Regions from separate parts of the Anas platyrhynchos genome. Here region 1 is linked to region 2. Evidence: chromatin contacts called from public Hi-C data. All regions are on one chromosome and are shown on one strand. The core of a region is the stretch at or near the end of the contact, and the rest is flanking DNA. Distances in the headings are between cores, read along the strand shown.

Region 1 (4,777 bases), core at 1,481-3,980, 200 kb after region 2:
TGTCCAGGTCATGTTTGTATAATCCCTATAATTACAACTTCCTTGTGGTTAACACTTGGATGAGTTTGGTGTAAATAAGCTTATAGTGTTGTGTTTTTTGCTTTTTTTTTTTTTTTTTGAGAAGATAAGAAAAAGTAGGGACTTAAGATTTTTTACGTTTCATGCAATGTGCAAGGTACAGCCAGGTGGGAACTGTGCTGCGTGCCTGAGCTAAGCTGCTCTGCCAGGTACTGCTACCTGTGTTAATCTCTAAATTTAATAAATCCTGCAACTCTTGGCATGGTTTTTGGAAGCAATTTAGTAACTTGCAGAAACCAGCTGTGCCTCAACTGTTTGTGGCTCAGACTTCAGCTGTTCACCAACAAATGGCAATGATTGGAAAGCGGTGTCTGAGGTGGGTAATGCGGCTGTCTGCCTTGACTTCATTGCACCCTGTGGAGCGTGGCCTAATACCAAGAGGCTTGTGTGTAATTTGGGGCAGATAAGGATGCTAACTCTAAGATTGTAAGTGCTTGAATTCTTGTGTATGTTGTAATATGTGTTATACTATCAAAATTGCTCAACTCTGAGATAGCTCATATCATCACTGCTCAACAGCCCTGTTATCGCTCGTTAGCAGTTGTTCAGCGTACAATTGTCTTACACTTAATTATATTTTAGTGACTAATATCTCAACTCCTAGTTTTCAGGGCATTATATTGACAACTTGAACTATTTACTGCAGAATATAAAAAAGGAGCATTTGGCAATCATTTAAAATTGGGTTTGGCAGACCTTAAATATACAGGGAAGTATTTGGTTTCATATGGAAAGATAATGAGGCCAGGTGTTGCAGCTTGTCCTTGCTGCTGTGGGGTGCTCATGATGTTGGGGATGGTTCCTGTACTGTGATACCACTGGGAGCTCGGGTGGGGTATTGGCAAGAGACTTTTGGCCAAAAAGGTCATTTCTGAGGTAGGTTTCTGGGCTAAAGGACTGGACTGAGGAGGCGTAAGGGCAAGGTTTTAAAAAACTTGTTGAGAACTGAACTTTGGGGACTAAGTGGTTAATGCTTCTGCATAACCAGTGTGTGTGCTGTGGTTCACTGGCTACTACTGCTGCCTTCTGATGGCTGAGGGCTGGAGGAGCTTAAATTTCACTTTCTCCTGTCTGATAAATTTGCTGTAGGAATTGTCTTGGTGTGACCACCTGTAGGCTGCGACTCCACTGATGGGGCTCTGCAACAGGAAAACTGATCATAGCCTCGCTGCGTGGGCTGTGGTACGCAGTGAGCTAACGAAGGTCCCAGGTAATGACACGAATCCAGGCTTTCAGTAATCACTGCATGAATTTCTAGAGCTGCTGGTTCTCTAAGCATGTTTGAAATCACTTACCGAAACCTGTGCATTACTAATTACATGTGAAAAGCCAGGGAACCATGGACCAACTCCAGACAGATCGGTTAAAATAACCAGAGTCTGTCTGTCTTCAGTGATGCACTGCGCTAGGCTGGGGGAAATGCGGAATTACTTCCATCTGGCAAGGATGGCTGAAGCTGTTCTTGTTTCCCCAATTTGCCTTGGCATCCTGCAGGTCACTCGAGCAGACTGACATCGAACACTGCCTGCCGTGGGGTACAGGAGCCTTGCTGCTCAGAGTTCAAGGCTCTGGGTCATGCTTCTTGCTCAGGTTTCATAACTTCCTTCTGAGGCATTTGCGTTCACCTGGTACTTTGAAATGTCTTCATTTCAAATGAAGCCTTGTGCTGAGGCTTGGAGCAGTGGGTGTGAAGGTGCTAAGGAAGGGTGAAGGGCTGCTTGGTGCTGGTATCAGTGCACCCTGAGACCACTCAACTCCTCTGTGCTGCTGCCCGTGTTTCCAAGGAGGTTTTTGCATTGATTAGTTGGAGCACTAACAAAGTGTGCTCATCTGGGCTCTTGAGTTTTATTAATGTGCAACATCAAGAGGTTGGGATAATGAAGATATTTTAACAGCTCCTACAAATAAATCAGCCCCATGAACACGTAAGTTCATCTACACCTTGATGTCTGGTGCAGATGGCCTCAATTATAGCACTGCTGCGTGCTGATTTGTTCTGTTGGCGAGGCTGAAAAGGGCGATGCTGCTTTTCTTTGCTTGTGGGAAAGCCAGCGTGGTGCTGGGGTGGGAAGGGATGAGTCTCCAGCTGGCAGTGGGCACAACACACACTGTGGAGTGGGAAGCAGGCTTGGTTGGGATTGTTTTGGACTCTGATAACTGGGATGCATTTCTGAAAGCTGGCCCATTGTGGCTGGCAAAGCACTAATGAGGTGGGTTGGAGAGCCTGCCATGCTCTGCTCTCAGGAGGAAGGTGCCATGAGGCTCCCTGTGACAGCTTTCAGATTAATAAGCATCTTTGCCTCGCTGGCTGTGTTGCCTGATGCCTCCCTTCCCATCAGCCTGTTTCTGTGCTGCTGGCTGCCGTTGGGTACCTAGCTCTTGCTCCTGAGCATCCCTCGAGCTCTGGGGGGGGCTGGCAGCAATGTGGCACTTGCAGCCCTCTCGAGGTCCCCTTTGGGCTCCCTCCTCCTGGCTGTAGGGCTCTGGGATGGGACCTGGGAGCCTGGGGGGTGCTGCTGGGTTACCCTGAGCATCCCACAGAGGGTACTTGATCCCAGCTGTCCCGCTTCTTGTGGGTCCCTTGGGGACCTTCAGCAGATGTCAGTCTGCAGCTGGCTTCTTGCCACCCTCGCACAGGACTGACCTCGACTTGAGGCCGTTTCCTGAGCACGCAGTGGTTCTTGCATTCAAAGCTGATCACAGCTTTCTGAGCCCACACCAAGGGCACTTTGTGACTGTTTTGAACTTTTAGTCAGAACTTTGTGTCCGTGGTATCTTCTGTGATTGGATTCCATTTGGACTAAAGGCAGGTTTACAGAAGTAGTACATTCCTGCACTGAAAGTGCCCTGTAAGTGGAAGAAACACTCAGTGCCCAAGGGCTGTTATTTCGCTGCCTGTCACGCATGGGTTTGGGGCCACCATGTCAAGCCAGTTACCTGCTTTTTACTCTTTGACAAGGCTTTATGCTGCAAGATAAAGCAATTTTCACTTTGTTGAACAAAGGTGTCTTAGTCACCTAAAAATATATTGGCAGCAGACATGAGCACTCGCTGGAGGTGTTGCAGGGTCTGCCTCTGTGTGCAGCAGCCCCGGGGCACCCAGAGGAGTCCTGCATGCAGCAGGTCCTGCTCTGTGTGCAAGGACTGTCCCATAAGTCCTTCAAATAACCAAGCTGCTCCCCACACCCACCTGTAGCTGCTGTAAAATAAGGTGAGAGCCTGCTCCTGTGCTGAGGACAGCTGTGTGCTTGTCTGAGGGTGGGGGTGGCTTGGGGGAGCTCCTGGCTGCTTTTTGGGGGTGGTTTGCAGCCTGATAGCTGCTGCTGGGCATCCTGGTGGCATGGGGCTTCGCAAGAGCAGTTGGCAGGTGGCTGTGATCTGGAGCTGGGAGAGCAGTGCTTGTTCCCCAGTGGTTATTGCAGCCACCAAACCTCAGGGGGGTGCTTCAGCTTCCCTCAAGCAGCTGTAGCTGTAAGATGTCTTACAGAAAGAAAGAGTACCTATATATTTCTGTAACCAGTGTGAAGGGTTCGGTGTGCATCATCAGCAACGGGTTGTAGCAGACAAGGTGAGGATGAGCCCTCTGCAGCCTCCTTTGATCCTGGAGTGGCTTCTCAGCTCCTGTGCCAGCTGCTCCCTGGCTCGTGTGCTGCTGTGCATCAGGAAGCACCACTTAGTGTTCACGCAAGGACCGTGTCCCTCTGCTGGTCCCCAGACACCTGGGACATGTTCTGCCTCACATATAGCTTCAGAGTAGTTCACATCAGTGTGCAACTAAGTTAAATTAACACCATTTAATCCCACTTATTTTAGTTGAGAGCACCGAGGACTGGCACTACAAATGTCCACCTCTGAGGCTTTAAAAGCTAAAAGATGTTCTTGTCCTGAACTTTGGGGGACAGGATGGGAGGTAATCTTTGTACATAGTACTCAGTCTCGGAAATGAGAGCAATGCTGCTGCCGTGAATGGAAATGTTTCTTCCTCCTAAAAGCTTAATTTTCCTTCTTTTAGGGGGGTTCAAACTGTTCCTGAGGTCTGTGAGTAGCTGTAGCCATGGGGAGGTTTCTGCAAGAAGCTGTTCCAGCAGAAATGGCTGTGCAGCATCAACTTGAGCCAAAAGTAACTTTATCCTAATACGTGGAGAAACTATTTTTCCCTCTGCGTGCTCCTAAAATGAGATTCCATCTCTGCCTCTCCCTGAGCAGGCTCTGCAATACCTGCTAGCACGCTGCCCTGTGCGCGGGGAGCAGCATCAGGAGGGAGCACATCCTGCTGGTTAGCAGTAATCCCAGCAGCACACAGCAGCATCTGGTGTGGGAACAGGTGAGGTGAAAGCCCTCTGATTGTACCTGTGCTTTCAGAGGTAATGCTGGATATAGAAACCCTTCTGTTGTGTGGTGCTGTAACAGGGTGCCTGCAGTGAGCTGATACGGCTTTGTCCAGCTCTGCTGTCAAATAGGTGCAGCGTGGTGCCTGCAAGGGGGTGGCAGCGTGTGGGGTGGGGATGGTTTCATTCTGCTCTCAGCTCCCAGGTGGGCAGGAGGAATGGCTACAGGCAGGGTGCGAGGGCAGGAGGTGATTCCTTCCTGCTTCGGGCAGGGGCAAGGCCAGAGATGCTAAATTCATCCACACAGCTTTAGTATTGGGGCTTTAAAAGAATACTGAAAACTTGGAAAGCATTAGAAGGAAATGCCAAAA
Region 2 (4,896 bases), core at 1,345-3,844:
AGAGGAGCAGGAGATGGGCAGAGCCTTCTCAAGTCACAGAATCCCCGAATATCCCGAGTTGGAAAGGACCCACAAGGATCACCGAGCCCAACTCCTGGCACCACACAGGTCTACCCAAAAAATCCCCTCCCCTTGTTTCTCCTAGAAAGCCACCAAGGCCTTGCCTGTTCCAGGAAGCTGCTCTGGTTACTCCAGTGACAACGGACTGTTTTTATCCCGTTTTCCTAGCTATTACCACGATAAATCTCTCTGTAATTGACCCACTTGCTGGCAGCTCTTACAGCTCTGTACGGCCACAGTCACAGGAATCGCCAAGCACAGCTCCCAGAAAGGGAGCCTCTCCTTTATTTTAACAGCTTTTTCTTCAAATCCCCAAGGAAAAGGAAAGAAGAATGCCCTCTATTTCCTTTTGCAGTGTAGATCATCTATTCTCTTCCCACCCAGTGCCTATACCCGCTCAAGCCTCTAGAGGGAGACCCAAATCTACCAGTGGGAGCTGGAGGCACCTCCTCATCCCTGCCCTTGGGGTGAGCAGCAGGGCTTGGAGCTCTGCAGGACCCGGCTGGGCAGGTCCTGCTGGGGTCCCCCAGCTCCTGCTGCCATCTGCCAGCCCCTACCTGGGTCAGCGATGGTCACCGTGGTCTGGGGGTAGCGGCCGATCTTGGCGCCGTACTTGGGATGGAGGAGGTCGATGGCGAACTGCTTGAGCTGGCAGTTGTGCAGGAGGGTGTCTATTTCGGTGAGCTCCAGCAAGGAGACCTGCACCTCTTTCCGGGTCTCGCCGGGCTGGAAGATCAGGTCGCCTTCTGCAAAGACGTAGTCCTGGAGGAGGAGGGAGAGGTCAGAGCACGCAGCACCCGTGAGATGGTTCCCAGAGTGATTCCCCTCGTCTCCCAGTGAACCTCCACTGGCCTCCCAGTGCCCCACAGCTCGGGGGCAGCCGGCACCCTCTGACTGAGGTCCAAGCAGCCTCTCAAGTCCCTGAGGCACAGGGAATGAGGGCAGGAATCAGGGATGGAGGAGAATGTGTCCGTCCCTGTGCTACACAAAAGCCTTGGGTCCACCTTCTCCTGGCCATGTCCCCTTTGAACCCAACTCAGTTTTCCTGCAGCCCTAGGGTCGGTTCCTTCCCTGGTGTCTGCTCGTTCCTGCCTGCCAAGGCCAGGAGCATTGGCCTTACCCTGCCGTCCTTGGCGGTGAGGTCTCGGGTCCTGTAGGTGACTTGGGACTTCCCGTTGTCTATGATCTCCCGCAGGACAGGGATCTTGGCCACCTTGTCAAAGCGGCTGTGGGAATAGGCTGGCTGCAAGAAGGTGATGAGGCTGCTGGCTGGAAGGGCAGGAGAGAACAAATGTGTCAAATGCATGAAAAATCGCATTACGAGCACTTGGGAAGAGACTTCCTACCACCCATGGGTATGAACTGCATTAGAAATACCACTGCATGGACTGGAGACTTTACCAGTCCTCTTGCTCCCTGCCCAAAGAACAACCACACAGAAAGCAGAGGAAAATCACTGGGGGTGTTCACCTGCCCCAAGCACAGCATAAAGAGCAATGAGGGCTTCCACTGCATCACTCCAACAACTTTAGAACTGGAGCAGCAGAGGCACGTGGCCAACCTTGGATCTGCCACACAACATAGCACTTAAAACCTGTGATGGTCAAACGTTTTGGTCCCTGCCATCAGGGATGATGGCCCTCCCTTGGATGCTTTAAAAGATGCTCTAGTTTAGACCCAGGTGCCTTCAGATAGCAGTCACCAAGCAAATTTCTGGCTTGTGATGCTGGGGAACTCAACACCTTCCTTAGGAACCACAGGAGTCCATCTGGACAAGGGGCCAACCAACACGAGTGCCCTTGGTCATGCCTCGTGCCATGGCTGCTGCCCTTCACCTTGTTCTTTGATGATGGTGATGTTGACCAGCCTGCGTCCAATCTCCGCGATGCCGGTGGGGACGTCAATGGCCTCCACCTGCAGCTGCTTCTCATCATCATCATCCTCCCTGATGAAGAGCGGGACACGGACATCCACCAGCTCCACGGCTTCTTGGAACTCCACCATCCCATGAGCATCTGGGGGAAAGGGTGACGGTGAGAGGTGGGAAATGCCCCCTCTGCCCGGCCAGGACGCCGTGCTGGGCTCCGCTCCCTACCTTGATCCGAGGTCACGGTGTAATAACCTGGCGAAACCTTCAGGTCGTTGAAAGCCTCGTGGGAGACGTGCTTCTCGGTGACTTTGATGATGTCCATCTTGGCTGAGCGAGGGGCGGTGAGCACAGTGTCCACGATGGTGTGGTCCTGCCTGTGGCCGGGGGAACAAAAAGCAGGGGAAGAGCTGAGGCCAGGTCTGCTCATCGCACGCAGCACCTGGAGGGGTTAGCGGGTTTGCAGGGCACTCCGCCACCCACACCCCTGCCCACAAAAAGGGAGAAGCAGCAAAGACAAGGCTGCAAGCTCCACTTACCTTTTCCCAGAATTGGGCTGTACCCTGAGGGGGAAAAATAAAATAAAATCAGAGTGAGTAACGCTTCTGGGGAGACAAAGTTCTGTGTGAATCACAGCCCTGCACATGTCTGAGCCGCGGCAGATGCCCCACGGGATTCAGCCATGGGGAGCGGTGCCAAACCTCCCTGCAGAGCCCGTGGCCTCCGGTGGGTGAAGCTCCTCACTGGGCTCATGTTTGTGTTGGGAAGGGCTCACAGACCCTGCTCCCTCCCAGCTCACAGATTTCACACCCTTCCCCATCCCTTCCCTCATCAGCAGTGCCCTGGGGCAACCCTGACCCCGAGACAGGCGTTCTCCCCCCCCAGTGACCCACCTGAACTTGGTCTGCTGGAGCTTGTGGCAGCCTGGGATGTGCTTGTAAATGTCGTTCAGCTGCAAGGAGCAAGATGGACATGGGGTTTATCCCCAGAACACAGCCAGAAGCTGCAAACTGAAGCTAGAGAGGAGCTTCAGGAGCAAGCCTCATCAACGTGATGCTTTGATAATTCTTAAGGTTTGTGTTTTCTTTCAGAAGGAGGAAAAAAAAAAAATCAGGAAAAATCTCTTCTTCATTTCAAGGACTGAGTGTCCAGGGAAGGTGTCACAGCCACCACCACCGTGGCTGTGCCCAGTCCCACCCCAAGCCCCCCCAGGTGCTCAGGCCCTTACGTTCTCCTCCACTTCCTTGCGCAGCTGCTCGCACTCCCGGCTCTCCGGCTTCGTGAGGTTCTGCGTGAAAAGCCGGGTCAGCCTCAGAGACAGCCCGTAGGGAACTGCAAGGAGAAATGCCCCAGTCAGGTTTCTTCCCTCCCGGTCAGAGAAATCACCCAGCAAAAGCTGGATGTGTGGGGATATGCCTGATATACGCGGGGACATGGTGTCCAGATCCCATGGCGTCCATGCCCTTTATGGCACCACAGCACCTCCTTGGGGTCCCATTCCCCGGCGGAGACACTCACTGAGATCTTTGGGGTTGGCGGTGGCAGTGTGGGAGGCGAAGCCCTGCTTGTGGACATTGTTGTTGATCTTCCAGCGGACGGTGTCCCGGCCCTTGAGGGACCCGCTGCGGACCATGGGGGTGTCCAGGTGGTCGGAGGACATGAGGCTCTGGCGCAGCATGTAGTGGTCCTCCTTGAAGCCAACCGTGCGACCTGCAGAGCAGGGGCAGAGTCAGTGCTGTGGGGCAGGGAGGACGGGCAGCAGCTTGGCTCTGCTGGGAGATGGCCCTGATTTACCACACCCCACAAGGGGATCCCTACTTGTGTCCTCCCCCCAAGGAAGGCAGTGACCCCACAAACCCCTCTCTCCCCCCCATTCAAAGGGCTGGTACCTCGTGCACAGCAGGGAAGCAGGGCCAGGCAAGCCTAGAAAAGACATGACCAAACACACAGTCACTCTGCAGCCAAGGGTGTAAAAATCTCAAGTCTCCAGCTGGGAGGGCTCACAGCAGCAGGGCTGGAGCAGGGCTGGGTGGGCGGTGGATGAATGGGGCTCTGGAAGGTGATTTTAGCCAGATATCCTTTTAGTGGGGGAAATCACACAGCATTTGATGCCAGCAACAGGTGCTGGACACCATCAGGACCCAGCCCCGGTAGAGGCAGGATGGGTTTGGGAAATTTGTCACTCACCTTGCAGCAGGCGCAGAACCTCCAGCACAGCAGCAGCAGAAGCCCCAGGAGGAGGATCAGGAAAATGAGCAGTGGGATGAGCCAGAGGAAGTTTCCCGGAGGGCACTCTGCAAGGGACAGCAGCACGGGCTGTGACTGCAGGGCAGCAGCCAGGGGAGGGAACGGGGAGAGCACGGCCACAGCTCTCAGAGAGACGGAGCAGCCAATTTCAGCCTGGGAGCTTCTCTCCTGGTGCTCACGATGAGAAATGCTGCCCAGGGAGAGCTCTGCCACCTCTTGGCTCCTACCCAAGGGGCCTTCCAGCACCTCGTGTCTCTCCCTGACTGTGCTGGGCTCTCATCACCAAAGGTGCTGCTCTCTGAGGACGCTGCTCTCCACCTCCCGTGCCTGCTCACCTTTCTTCTTCTGCACCTGGACGGTGGCGTTGGGGAGGTCGCTGGGGTCTCCCATCAGGGTGTAGTGGTAGGTGCAGTCATCCTCCTCGTCCTGGAAGGAGCATTGCTCACTGGCCTCCTCTGTGGATAGATTGGGGACATGATCACCCGGCTGTGGAGTTACCAGGACTGGGAACCCAGCTCCAAGCATGAGGAGACCCCAGGGCACACATGCACAGGGCAGGCACACCACGCGTGTCTGCGTCCTGGTACCTTTCTTCAGCTCCTCCACCATCTGGACCTGGAGGTGGCACGTGCTGCAGTTCCCTTTCCTGTTGCCCGTTCCCCAGGCCTGGCACTGGACACAGTCCCGGATGCTCTCGCAGATGGCCTGGAAACCCTGGGCAG

Evidence for each region. Hi-C and Micro-C count contacts between places; a contact is called where the count stands out from the background.
Region 1: a Hi-C map of liver shows a contact between it and region 2, with 2.2 times the contacts expected there. The contact joins two enhancer-like sites. A contact is called at or near these places in 2 of 8 Hi-C or Micro-C datasets (liver and skeletal muscle).

Annotation. Positions count from the first base shown.
Region 1 is chr19:9,094,366-9,099,142 of IASCAAS_PekinDuck_T2T, forward strand. All of the region lies in intron 1 of LOC139999067 (a long non-coding RNA gene), which reads left to right. Among named protein-coding and RNA genes, the nearest start is that of TSEN54, 5.5 kb to the left of the region's middle. Within about 2 kb of position 2,731, at least 2 of the 8 cell types and tissues checked have an H3K27ac peak or open chromatin away from gene starts, as enhancers often do.
Region 2 is chr19:8,893,482-8,898,377 of IASCAAS_PekinDuck_T2T, forward strand. ITGB4 (integrin subunit beta 4) reads right to left here. Exons shown (of 41, transcript XM_027471297.3): 16 at 4,762-4,888; 17 at 4,510-4,629; 18 at 4,115-4,221; 19 at 3,817-3,850; 20 at 3,446-3,637; 21 at 3,156-3,259; 22 at 2,821-2,879; 23 at 2,467-2,490; 24 at 2,156-2,304; 25 at 1,896-2,075; 26 at 1,181-1,329; 27 at 618-822. Among named protein-coding and RNA genes, the nearest start is that of GALK1, 18 kb to the left of the region's middle. Within about 2 kb of position 2,595, at least 1 of the 8 cell types and tissues checked has an H3K27ac peak or open chromatin away from gene starts, as enhancers often do.